Regions from separate parts of the Danio rerio genome. Here region 2 is linked to region 1. A link is a contact called in public Hi-C data. All regions are on one chromosome and are shown on one strand. Each heading gives the region's core, a stretch centred on a gene start, on an enhancer-like site or on the middle of the called end of the contact. The rest is flanking DNA. Distances are from core to core; before and after follow the strand shown.

Region 1 (5,960 bases), core at 982-3,481:
ATGCAATCCAGTGGGACCAATATCTCTCCACCTTGTTTGCCCTCTTCATCTTTATCCTGAAAAAAGAAGCATTTTTAGTAAACCATTCTTGCTTTCTGTACCATTATACAAAAGCTCATCTTACAGTATGATCAATTTAGCAAGAGCTGACCAGAAATTAGAACAATTTTATTGTGCTGTGAGATTTCCATAATAAGATTAATAAAGTACTGTGTATATCCAAATCTAAAAACTTGTCCACACCAAGAACAACTATTATCACTACTCTGATAACTATGTTAGCCTCCACACCAACACTCAGTATTGTTCAATTTATTATAAGCAAATACTTTGCTTATGTGTGTCAATTCATATGTTTGATGCCCTATAAAAATAAATAAATGCTGATTGGCTGTCAATGCTTTACTGTTCAGCAACTGACAAAAAATGTGCCTAGAAGTGATTAGGCACGATATTTTTCCTTAAACTTGTTAGAATAAAAACAATTCTTAAACATTAACTTATTATTTAACATATAGCTATTAATATTAATAGTTATTCTATGATTAACCTTTATAAGAACATTCAGATTAAATCTTTCATTTTTTGACTTTGTATGATCATACCAGCCTAGTTTTGGTTTTGTCTTAGCATCTAGGCAAAGTATTACAAAAAGTTCACCCCCTCAAAATATGCTGTCATTATTAACTTAACCTCACTATTTGATTCATTCATCTACTTAACAAAGTAATCAAACAGTCTTAGAACCACAATTGATTTTGGGGTTAATTATTAGTTTGAGTCACTCTAACAAAGAGTCAATACTCACAGTAGATATGAGAACCATTTTACCATCTTGCATGTCCTTTATATCCATAACCATGCCATGGTGAGGATTATTGTCAAAGAAATAGATTACTCTGTCTCCAACATCAAGAGGCTCACTTGATGTCATGGACAAGAGAGGTGGAGTTGATAGGGGTGGTGCTGAAGGCTTATGATCTATTGGTGTGATTCTTGTAAAAGGTGCAAATATTCCTGAGTTTTTGGAACATTTAAAGTATGTTTTGCCATAGTAGGAGCCATCATTTTGCCCCTTTCCTTTGTCGCCACCCTAAAAAAACAGAAGAGAAAAGAGCATTTCATTAAAACAAAAACTTTTTTTTTTTTTGCATTGCTACGAATTGTTCTCTATTCAACATTACAGAGACACACTTTCTCTTACACGAACAACTCACCTGTAGTTCCACCCCAAAGAATGTTCCTGCTAAAGGATTAATGCTGTAATCCGTAATACTGCCAATGTATCGAATTATACCTTTGAGTTGTTTCCCATTGTATTCCACATAAACCTGATCGTCTGTAGTCAGATTTGAGGCCTCCTGTAAAACCTTTTTATCTTTCAGTGCCAAAAGTCGGTCTTCATTAGGTTCAAGAGCCAGCAGTAATTCTGCTTCCCTGATGCTCAATGGCATCAGAAGAACTTTATCAAGGTCGGTTTCAAGTAAGCTACCCATACGAACTACAGGTAAAGTGTCTGTAGCCTTTCTTTTTAGCCTGGACTCATACTGTTGTTTATCTATGTAGCATATTTCACCAGCATCAATGAAGCTATTTGGTGAAGGAGGCTTCGCAGTGATAATGAAGTATATCTTCTTGTTGGCTGCGGCCATTTCTCAAAAGTGTCACTTGGAAAACTGAAGTATAACAAGCTTTCAGGTTGACAGCAGTGTTTCCAGCGTGGGCAAAATGTTCATTTATTTGCTCATTTCCTCTGAGCAATGCATGTTACTCTTGTCATTCAAATAATTCCAAAAAAACTAAGCGATTCATACAACTGCATTATTAGATGTAGGTGATAGTTTCTAGACACCCTGTAAAAATAGAAACAGTCAATCGTTAGTTTGCTACAAACTTCAAAAAAACTTTTTAATAATAAATAAGCACTTCAAAGTGACAATATAAAATAATAATTTAATTTTAAAATTACATTTCAATTTTATATTTAAACTTCACAAACATTTGAAGAGTTTATGCTCATTACTTACCGATGTCAATACTTTCGATTTCTGTTAAAAAAGTAAACTCAGCAGAACTCTAGCAGAACTATTCGTCTTTCTCTACATACGTTGTGTACTACGATTAAACGTTTACTAGAATTTAAAGAGATTGTCAGAAGTATATAATGGTGTTCTAAATAAAACTACCCCTGACATTCTGTGCTGTCGATGTTTTGTAAAGATAGGGGAAGTGTTTTTGAGCAAAACCAAAAGTAAAGAGTCATGTTGAGAGCCGTGTTGTGATTGGATGTTGGTTGTATACGTCATCACAGCCGGCGTCGCGGTTTTTATGACGGTCGTGTTTTGGTGTGAAGATGGCTGAACGTGAAGCGCTTAAGAGAGAAATAGAGGAGCTGCAAAGTAAGAGTGATTTCGTCATTTAATATGTTGAATTTATATCGTAATTCGACAATTGTTTTAGCCTTTTTCGAACCCTCTGCTGGTTTTTAGTTAACGTTACTCTTACCTTTTGAATTAACTGTTCAGTTACAACGTGGCTGACTTAACGGTTATTCCCTGAAGCTAAGATAACACTGCCCACAGTAACACCTTTCAATGTGGTTATGTGTTTGTAGTCTCTGTAATACATGTAATATCATGTATTTACGTTATTAGTAAAACTGTTGTTATACATAACGTCATCAGGTCAATAAACCAAGAAACTTGGTCACTTAAGTTAGAACTTTAATAAACAAGATATTTTTTTAAAGGTTACATTAACAAGACCCTATGCTAGAATGTCAATGAAAGTGATAGAATTGTATGGGTGTTTCTGCTTAATAATTTTTTATTAACTTAGTTTAAGATTATGCTGTTGTTTGTTTTCCTGACATGCTGTCACATGTGTTTTCTTGGAAGCTAATGAATGTGTAACTCATATTAAGTGATTTTGACTATTGTGTAACTTTTAAACCATGATTGTGTACATTGTCTGTGACATTATGACGGATAGACATGTTTAATGGCATAATGACCAGCAATTATGTATTTAAGTTCAGATTTTCGCACTGGATTTTTAGGGGATAAAGTAAAACTTAAATAAAACAAATACAAAAGGGTAAATAGCGAGTAATTAGTTAAAATGATAAAACAACACCATGGAAAAATATATATTTATATTTAGGTCAATAAATAAATTGGTATAATAACAAATAAATATAGGAATAAAAACCCATTATGCAATAATTATATAAAATAATACAAAATATGATTGCATACAGTTGATTGGTTCAAAATGATAATCAAAAGTTGATTATCAAAAATGATTAGAAGATTTAAACGAATACAAATTTATGTAATGATTTACCAAAAATTGTTCTCACAAGAGAGGATTTTAACAGGTTTCTTTGTAGAAATCCAATTTAAGGAAAATATTGTACATTACAGAATCTCAGAAAATCAAAAATCTAATGTGAATTATTCCATCTTATTAACTTTTTTACATAATCTGCTGTAATTTCACACACTTCCTCATGACTTTTGCAGACCTCATTAATGACTATAAAAGTACCCATGGTGACGTTCCATCAAGCGCTGGCCAATGGGGTCATCCCAGACGTGGTTTAAGGAGTGGCCAGGGCCAAGGTCGAGGTCATGCCGCACACTACACACAATCATATTCATCATTGCCACATATGGCTCATTCTTCTGGCAGCTGGAGGAAAACATACTCGCTTAACAACAAGACCAACAGGGCATCTGGGAGTCATGTATTCCATTCAGCTGTAAGCCATCCTTCTCTCCACATTAGCACATCTGGAGCAACTGCCACTGGGAGTAATGATGGACTTATTGGGAGCAACAGTGTTTCATTTAAAAAGCAGCAACCTAAACAAACCAAGGAAAAACCTGTACCATCTTCACACGGTGTTCAGTGTGACACTTCAAAAGAGAAGAAAAGTGAAGAGAGCACAAAAACGACAATGCTTTTGTCTGCAACAGAAAAAGTTCATCATGGCTGTTCCTCTACCAATGAAACAACTGACTCGACTTCATCATCGGGGTCTGAAAGAAAGATAAAACCCACTTTAAAATCATCAGCAGTGAACAATCCCTCTATTCCTTCAACTGTCAAAGCTGCAGCTCAGCTTCAAGTCAAACCACACCTCCCCCCTTCATCCTCATCCAATAGGACTGTTGTAATCCCATCTGCCAAAAAAGATTCTACTACGGCTTCTTCTGCCTCTAACCTTCAGTCTCAGGCTACAGTGAGTCCAGCAAAGCCCCAGGTAAAGCTAGACTCAACTCAGACACATGCAGCCTCACCATGCCATAAGAGATCTCAGTTTACTTGGGTAAAAAGCCAAGAAACGGTAAACATAAACAGCACACCTAAGCCACTAACCTCAGGATCTTCTCCTGGGATGATTTTCACCAGACGAGCCTCCAGCTCTAGTAAGAGGGTGTCTCGCAAGCCTAATAATTCCCCCGGAGCTCCTAAGACCTCAAAGTACACTTGGGTGTCTTCATCTTGCTCTTTGTCAACAGCTGGGAAAGCAAACCCTTCAGTGAAATTGCCACGCAAACCGCTTTCGCCAAAATCTCTTAAAGCCCCTGTAAGAACTTTTCAAGGTGGAATGGAGGGAATCAAGAAAGAAAAGAAGTATACCACAGTGACTGTGACGCCTTTAAAAAAGTCTAGAGCTGGTGCTGTCACTACATCCCATGCTAGTCATACCAGTCGCTATCGCTGGAAGGCGGCTGGACAAAATGCTAATGCAAGTACATCTAGTTCAGCTTCAAGGACGACCCATAAGAGCACTGTGTATCGGTGGACTGCTAACAACAATGGCCAAAAGGGGGAAAAGGGATCTACCTTGTCTCCTAATATCCCTGCTACAGCCGCATTGTCAGTTGGCGCCTTTAAGCTGAGGAGTCGAACCAAGATCATCAGACGATCTCCTAGCAAGTGAGTGTTTTGCTTCGGTAAAATTGTAGAATGTACCACAAAAGCAGAAAATATGTGAAGTATTTTTTTTGGGATGCACAAATATTAAAACTTAATGGCCAGCTCAATATAATAAACAATTGTTTTAATTCCATTTTCTGATAAATGCCACTTGTTTGTCTGAATAAATGAATAAGCGCACTTAAACTTAGTTGTGTTAAATGCTACAGATGGATTATTGAGATTAGCAATTGTATTTATGTAAAAACAAAACAACACAGAGTACTTATTCTTGCACATTTTTAACAAGTAATTTAACAGACATTTTCATCTAAAGCAACTTGTATGTATTTATTCTTGTGCAAAATATGAAAGAATAAGTGATCATACTCTTATTTTAAATTATTAAATTATAGGGGGACATGGTGGCTTAGTGATTAGCACTGTGGCCTCATAAAAAGAAGATCACTGGTTCTTGTCTTGGCTGGGCCAGTTGGCATTTTTGTGTTGAGTTTGCATGTTCTCCCAATGATGCCGTGGGTTTCCTCAGGGTGCTCTGGTTTCCCCCACAGTTCAAAGAAATGTGCTATTGATGAATTGAATAAACTAAATTTGCCGTAGTAGTGTATGTGTGTGAATGTATATGGGTAGTTTCCCAGTACTGGGTTGCAGCTGGAAGGGCATCCGCTGTGTAAAACATATGCTGCATTAGTTGGCGGTTCATTCTGCTGTGGTGACCCCTGATGAATAAAGGGACTAGGCTGAAGGAAAATTAATGAATGAATGAATGACTAAATCAGGATAACAAATGGGTAAAACCCCAGTGCTTTGAAGGAGAGCGAGTATATAGTTTTAAATGTACAATTAATTAGTATTTTGGTTATTTTATAAATTATGTTCTAAATATTTGTATTAAAATTGTAACTGCATTGTATTTTGTTCTTAATTATTACCTCTGAAGACTGTTTCCAGTGGGTTTCTGTAAATCATAGTAAAGATGCATGATTTTAGTCATATTTTTTTTCTCAGAAGAT
Region 2 (5,960 bases), core at 1,095-3,594, 240 kb before region 1:
CTGTAAAGGGATAATAATCCAATATTCATGTAACAAAAGCCATTTTTTCATTTTGTATTGAAATTCCTGAAACAGTTTAGTCTGAAAGAGGCATGTTATTCCAAAACATATTTAACATAAAAGTGATTTAAAACTGCAATTGTCATTCTCTAATTGCCTCTAATACTTTTAAATCAGTGTCTCCCTCAACTATTCTATAAAGAATCCTCTCTGCTTCAATTCTGCCCCCTACAACATGTAGACATTAATTACATTAAGATGGTCCTGGTGTCCACTATAGTGGACATTTAAAAAAGGATATTTTAAAACACAAGTTAACAGCTTTGAAAGCTAAATGTATTGTTCCTGACACTTTAATAAACAAATATATATGTGATAATAATAGTAAAAAAAACATTTAAAAAGCTACATTTTACGTACCTCTCTCCTTTCCATAAAATGTGCTTGTTTATTAGGGGTGTCAAAATTAATTGTTTCTTCGGTGCACCGCGATGCAGACGCGGACAATTCGGTATCGATTCAGTAATAACCATAACCGGTTATTATGTAGTGACATCATTTATCTCCTATGCGCTCTGTCGCGAGGGAGGTGAGCGCCGTTATTTATTTACAACACTCAGCCAACTCAGGGCCGGCCCGTGGCGTAGGCAGCATAGGCAAATGCTTAGGGCGCTGTATATCCAGTGGGGCGCCAGAAATGAGCGCGCTTCAGTTGGTTTTGTTTTCGATTTTTCTGACACACTTTCAGTTATAGACGGCAATAACTCAAAAAACGCTTACCCTAAAAATATCTAAAGTGTGTTTCCTACAGAAAGACAAAGCTGGTTATGTTTCACAGCTGTCTTTCTTTTTTTCACTCGACATTACGAGCACTGCTCCGTTTTTGTGTGTGTGTGTGTTTGTTTGATGCTGTCTATGTTTGTGAATGCGTTTGAATGAGAGACAGTGTGTTGCTGTGTGTCTGTGTGTTTATACAGACAGCATGTTATAGCCTCCCCCCAAATATATAACACTGTATATGGAAAGCATCGTCAATGCACCGTGATGCACCGAAATATCGAATTGAACCGAATCGATGGCATGATAATTGTAACCGAACCAAACCGTGAGACCAGTATAGGTTCACACCTCTATTGTTTATATGTCGGCCATTGTTGGTGCAGTGTAAAAAGTGGTTCCTAACATGCCAGGCAATCAAATGACATATCACTAGAAAGCCCAGGAAGTCCTCTGAACAGTATAACAGAACTTGACAGAGTAGCTCAAAAAATTCTAAGAAAACTAATGAAAACGCAATGTCCACTAAAGAGGACACAAGTCAATGGGCGGGGTCTCAGAAGGATAGGGACTGTGTCACAAGTTGTCACTGTTTAAAAATGAACGAATGTGCCAATATAAAACCAACTTTACCTCAGTGATTTTTTAGTATGGACTGACCAAATGATAAATTACCAAACTTTTCATTTTGCAAAATAACTATAAACACTGTTAGCCATTGTGACACAGATCAACAGTTTGTAATTTGTAATTAATAACACTTATATACATATAAAATATTCTATTGGCAAATGTCCTGATGTTCAACTTAATTCATGTACTTTTGGGGATTTCAAAAAAAAAAGTTGTTAGACGAAGGCTTTATGAGGATAGAAAACAAAAGCCTCAATGTATTTGTTCAGGGATGGGTATAATCGTGCTTTTACCTGGCAGATTCTTCGCACTGCTCTTTTGTTGGTAAGTCTGTATTTCCAAGTAAGGTAGAGGCTGCGCTGCTGGCGGGGGATGAAGGGCTTGGCTCTCGGGTTTGGTGTCCAGGTGTCCATACCTGCAGTCCTGCCCGCTGCTCCTGATCACAACACCTGCCTGCATCCGCCTTTGATCACGTCTTCTTCATCTGAAAAATATAAATCATTATCACGATTACAAATAAAAGGCATAAACACTGCTCAAATCTTCTGACAGTAATGGAAGAGTCACAACTTTAATGTAGGTTATCTAAAATGCTCAACAACCAGGTCCAAAAGACATGCTTAAACTGCAGCGTAGCACCGTAGTAACATGATATTAATATGCCATTATTAACAGTGACTCCTGAAAGCAGATGGTGAGGTAACGTAAGCTCTATTCAGCACAACAGCTGAAATTCTTTCAGAAAGCAATTTCTGTTGACACCGATAATGCATTGACTATATCACTGCACATAATGAATGAGACATTTTACCTCAGAACTGTTTTGTTTCGCACGGAAACGACGTCCCGCCACGCCAGAAAATACGACTGTAATTTAGTTTATGTCGGGTTTACTAACGTTTGGCCATATGCAGGTAACGAGTGTTGTGAAGCCAGATTCAGGACGCCACTTGCATGCTTTTCAAAATAAAGGTCCCACATTTTTCTTAAAAGTCACTATTTCTTGTGTGTTATAAACAAATGCAACATTGTCAAAAACGAAGTTATAAATATAGAACCAAATCATGCTTAAAATTACTATACAATTATATTTACAATATAATATATATATATATATATATATATATATATATATATATATATATATATATATATATATATATATATATATATATATATATATATATATATATATATATATATATATATATATATATATATATATATATGACAATTAGTTAAGTGATATTTGGCTTAAATAGCTCTAAAGAGCTCACATTAAAAAAGGCGCCTATGCTTATGTTTTTAAGATTAAAATGTAAAACAGAGATTTTTATATAAATACCATTAAGAAGAGTACAAAAAAACCTGTACAAACGGTGCATTTCTTTACATGTTTAAGTATTGTGAGCTAGTAAGGCCTTATTTGTAATATATATTTTTAATTTGATATTATTTTGTTTTACTATATTGAGTAGTTGTACATGTAAAAAATGTAAAAGCACATATGCACTTTTTAATAATAAAACATAAAAACTAAACTTGATATCAGATAAAAAATGCTGAACAAATCGTTTTTTTTTTAAACCCGTCACAAGGGTTGTTTTAAAGTAGTTTTTTGTCATCATTGCTTATTAATACAATTTTGGAAAACAAAACAAAATCAATTTGCGCTAATTTTCTGTCTTGTATTTTGTAGTAGCTAACAAAAACAAATAAAATCTAAAACAATTGATCGATATGTAAACATTTAGCTAAAATATGCTTTAAAATGCTACAGTAAATAGTAATTAGTTATTTTCAGACTTAGTGAACATTGGTAATTGTTAATGTTGACTGAAAATAGAAATTCAAGACTTTAATATAAAAATTTTAAAGTTGGAGTCAAATTTGGACTAACTGAAAATTAACAGTTCAAGTAATATTTTGAAGAAAGAAAATAGTGGAACTACTGTACATATAGTTTGTTTATACATATATATATCAACTGCTGTATTATTATTATTATTATTATTATTATTATTATTATTATTATTATTATTATTATTATTATTATTATTATCCTCATTACTATACACTTATCCACATTTTACTGGTAAAGGAAAAAATGGTTATTTCCCAGTTTACAAACAGCGTGTGAACATATTTATCAGATCATCTCTTGCAAGAGGAAAAGGCGGGGTGAATAAATGACTTTAAGTGGTTTGTTGATTGTTGCACTGTCATTATGTCTCTAGCCTACTATTTCTCCCTAAAAAGACCAGTGCTAAAAGAAAACATGAGATTTCTGACAGCTGTGTGTTACTTTGGTGAGTTTTGTTTATTTATTTGCTTGCTTGCTTACTTTTGTAACATTAAACAATTGTCTGTTCAATAAAATAAAAACCTAACAAATGCTTATTCTATTTTTTAAGCCTGGATTAAGCCTAATGGACAAACTCAATAATATCAGCCCTTTTTTATGCTATAACTCAGGGTATCATAGTTCCTGAAGGCTGCAGCTCTGCATAGTTTAGTTCACTGCTTCGACACACTTATGCTGAGTTTAGATTGCTGGATTTTCAACGTCGTGTCACAGATGTTTTCACACTGCATGGTTGTCTGGGATAGCATTTTGTCCCTGATTTGTTTACACTGCAAGACTAGGTTTAAATGAACCGAAATTCAGCACTTTTAACCTTTCCCCCAATCTCCCACTGGCCTGCAGATACCCATACTAGTGAATGCTGCTCTCTCATTGGCTGTATTGCCATCATGGCATGATTTGAATCGCAGATCCTGATATTTAGCATGCCAAATATCTCATGGGTGCCGGCGACTCATCGCCTATTTTCTCAGATACATAATGTGTAATTGTTACTCATGTGAATGAGCATCGATTTGACTGTGATTTTAGGCGATTTCACAACACCTGTCGGTGAGTCAAAATCAGGGCTTAAATCATGCAGTCTGAACTTGAATTTACCAATAGCTTTCAAACAAGCCCGTAGAACTATAAATTAGTTTGATCAGGTGTATTTAATTAGGCTTAAAGCTGAACTGTGCAAAGCTGCGGCTCTCCAGGAACTGAGTTTAACACCTGTGCTATAACTGATGTGTGGATGGCTTTAAATTGATCAAAATATATCAGACAATAAATAATGGTTGCTGATAATTCTGTGCAGCCTGAACACTTACAGGAATGGATTTCATTTAAGTCTAATCATAATTATAAATATTTTTTATGAAAATTATGATTCATTTTTTGTAGATTAACTTTTTTATGTAGAAATAAACTTACATTTTGGGGGAAAACGTAATTAAATTTCACTTTTCTTTTATGCTGATCTTTTTTATTTGCATTTTTATTTCTCACAGTTGAAAACCTTCTCGCAGCTTTTTTTTTTGAAATTCAGAATTTTTCTTCAAAATTGTGATGCTATATTTGTCATATTTCAGGTTTATAGTCTGATTAACTAATTGAGTTAAAACATATTCTGTTTATAATATAATCTGTTCAAAAACTAACAGTTTTGAAATAAAGTTGTGATATAATCTTGCAATTGTGAGATCAAAATGTTTTATTAAATAGATGATTTTAATTATTTTAAAAATGTATTTTCAATCATTCATTTTACTTCGGCTTACTACCTAAATTATCAGGGGTCACCACAGCGACATGAACCGCCTACTTAATTGTTTCAAACAATTAGGATTGTCTTTCTTCTGTTAAACACAAAAGTAGATATTTCAACGAAAGTTGAAAACCTGTAACCATTGACTTCCATAGTATCTGTTTTCCTACTATGGATGATGGATGCCAATGGTTACAGGTTTTCTGCTTTTTTCAAAATATTGTCTTTTGTGTTGAACAGAAGAAAGAAACTCACAAAGGTTTGGAACAAGAGAGAGTAGTGATTAAATTTTCATTTTAATCCCTCTAACTTATATCTTTCCAGTTCTGCTTTCCACCTGGCTGAAACATGGAGCATTAAACGAAATCAGGGAATCTAAATCAAAAAAAGATGCTTCTCTAGAGGTCCGGCCAGACAGCAGACAACATCTCAGAGGGAAAGAGTTCACCCTTCACTGCTCAGTAAATGGTGGGAATTCAACTGGCTGGATACTGAGGAGGCTTCAAGGAGATCAAAAGGACTCTGGATGTTTGTACTTGAATGGTACAAAATCTACAGACAAGCCTGAAGAATGTCATTTTAGTGACATTGACAGTAAGAACAATGGACTGTACTGGTGTGAGAGTCTGTCTGACAACAAGACAAGCAACACTGTCAACATCACCGTGACCCGGAAGGACATCAGTTCCAGTAATAAAGATTCAAATTACAATCCTTACTAATTGATTAAAAGATTTGTACAAAATGGAATAACTGTCCATTTTTATGTTAAAATGTTATGATTGATCAACAGCAATTTTATTAAGCAACATCCTAATATGTTATTTTGTGTTTGGTTATAATTACAGTTGAAGAGTTTAGATGTAAGAACTTCTAAATGTTGTCTGAAAATTTTCTCTAAAATGAGCATTTTTTTTCAGGCTTCTTTATGGTCAG

Evidence for each region. Hi-C and Micro-C count contacts between places; a contact is called where the count stands out from the background.
Region 2: a contact with region 1 is called in a Hi-C map of hematopoietic stem cells, with 2.0 times the contacts expected there. The contact joins the promoter of pomgnt1 here to the promoter of cyldl in region 1.

Annotation. Positions count from the first base shown.
Region 1 is chr6:35,351,882-35,357,841 of GRCz12tu, reverse strand. It overlaps cyldl (cylindromatosis (turban tumor syndrome), like), which reads right to left and starts at 2,231. Exons shown (of 15, transcript XM_003198803.5): 1 at 2,028-2,231; 2 at 1,218-1,853; 3 at 809-1,093; 4 at 1-56. The coding sequence starts at 1,652. It overlaps zc3h3 (zinc finger CCCH-type containing 3), which reads left to right and starts at 2,329. Exons shown (of 12, transcript XM_684588.6): 1 at 2,329-2,399; 2 at 3,525-4,947. The coding sequence starts at 2,354.
Region 2 is chr6:35,594,582-35,600,541 of GRCz12tu, reverse strand. It overlaps pomgnt1 (protein O-linked mannose N-acetylglucosaminyltransferase 1 (beta 1,2-)), which reads right to left and starts at 2,344. Exons shown (of 22, transcript NM_001042687.3): 1 at 2,222-2,344; 2 at 1,704-1,894. The coding sequence starts at 1,823. It overlaps si:dkey-170g13.2, which reads left to right and starts at 3,642. Exons shown (of 6, transcript XM_021471795.3): 1 at 3,642-3,719; 2 at 5,349-5,714. The coding sequence starts at 3,689.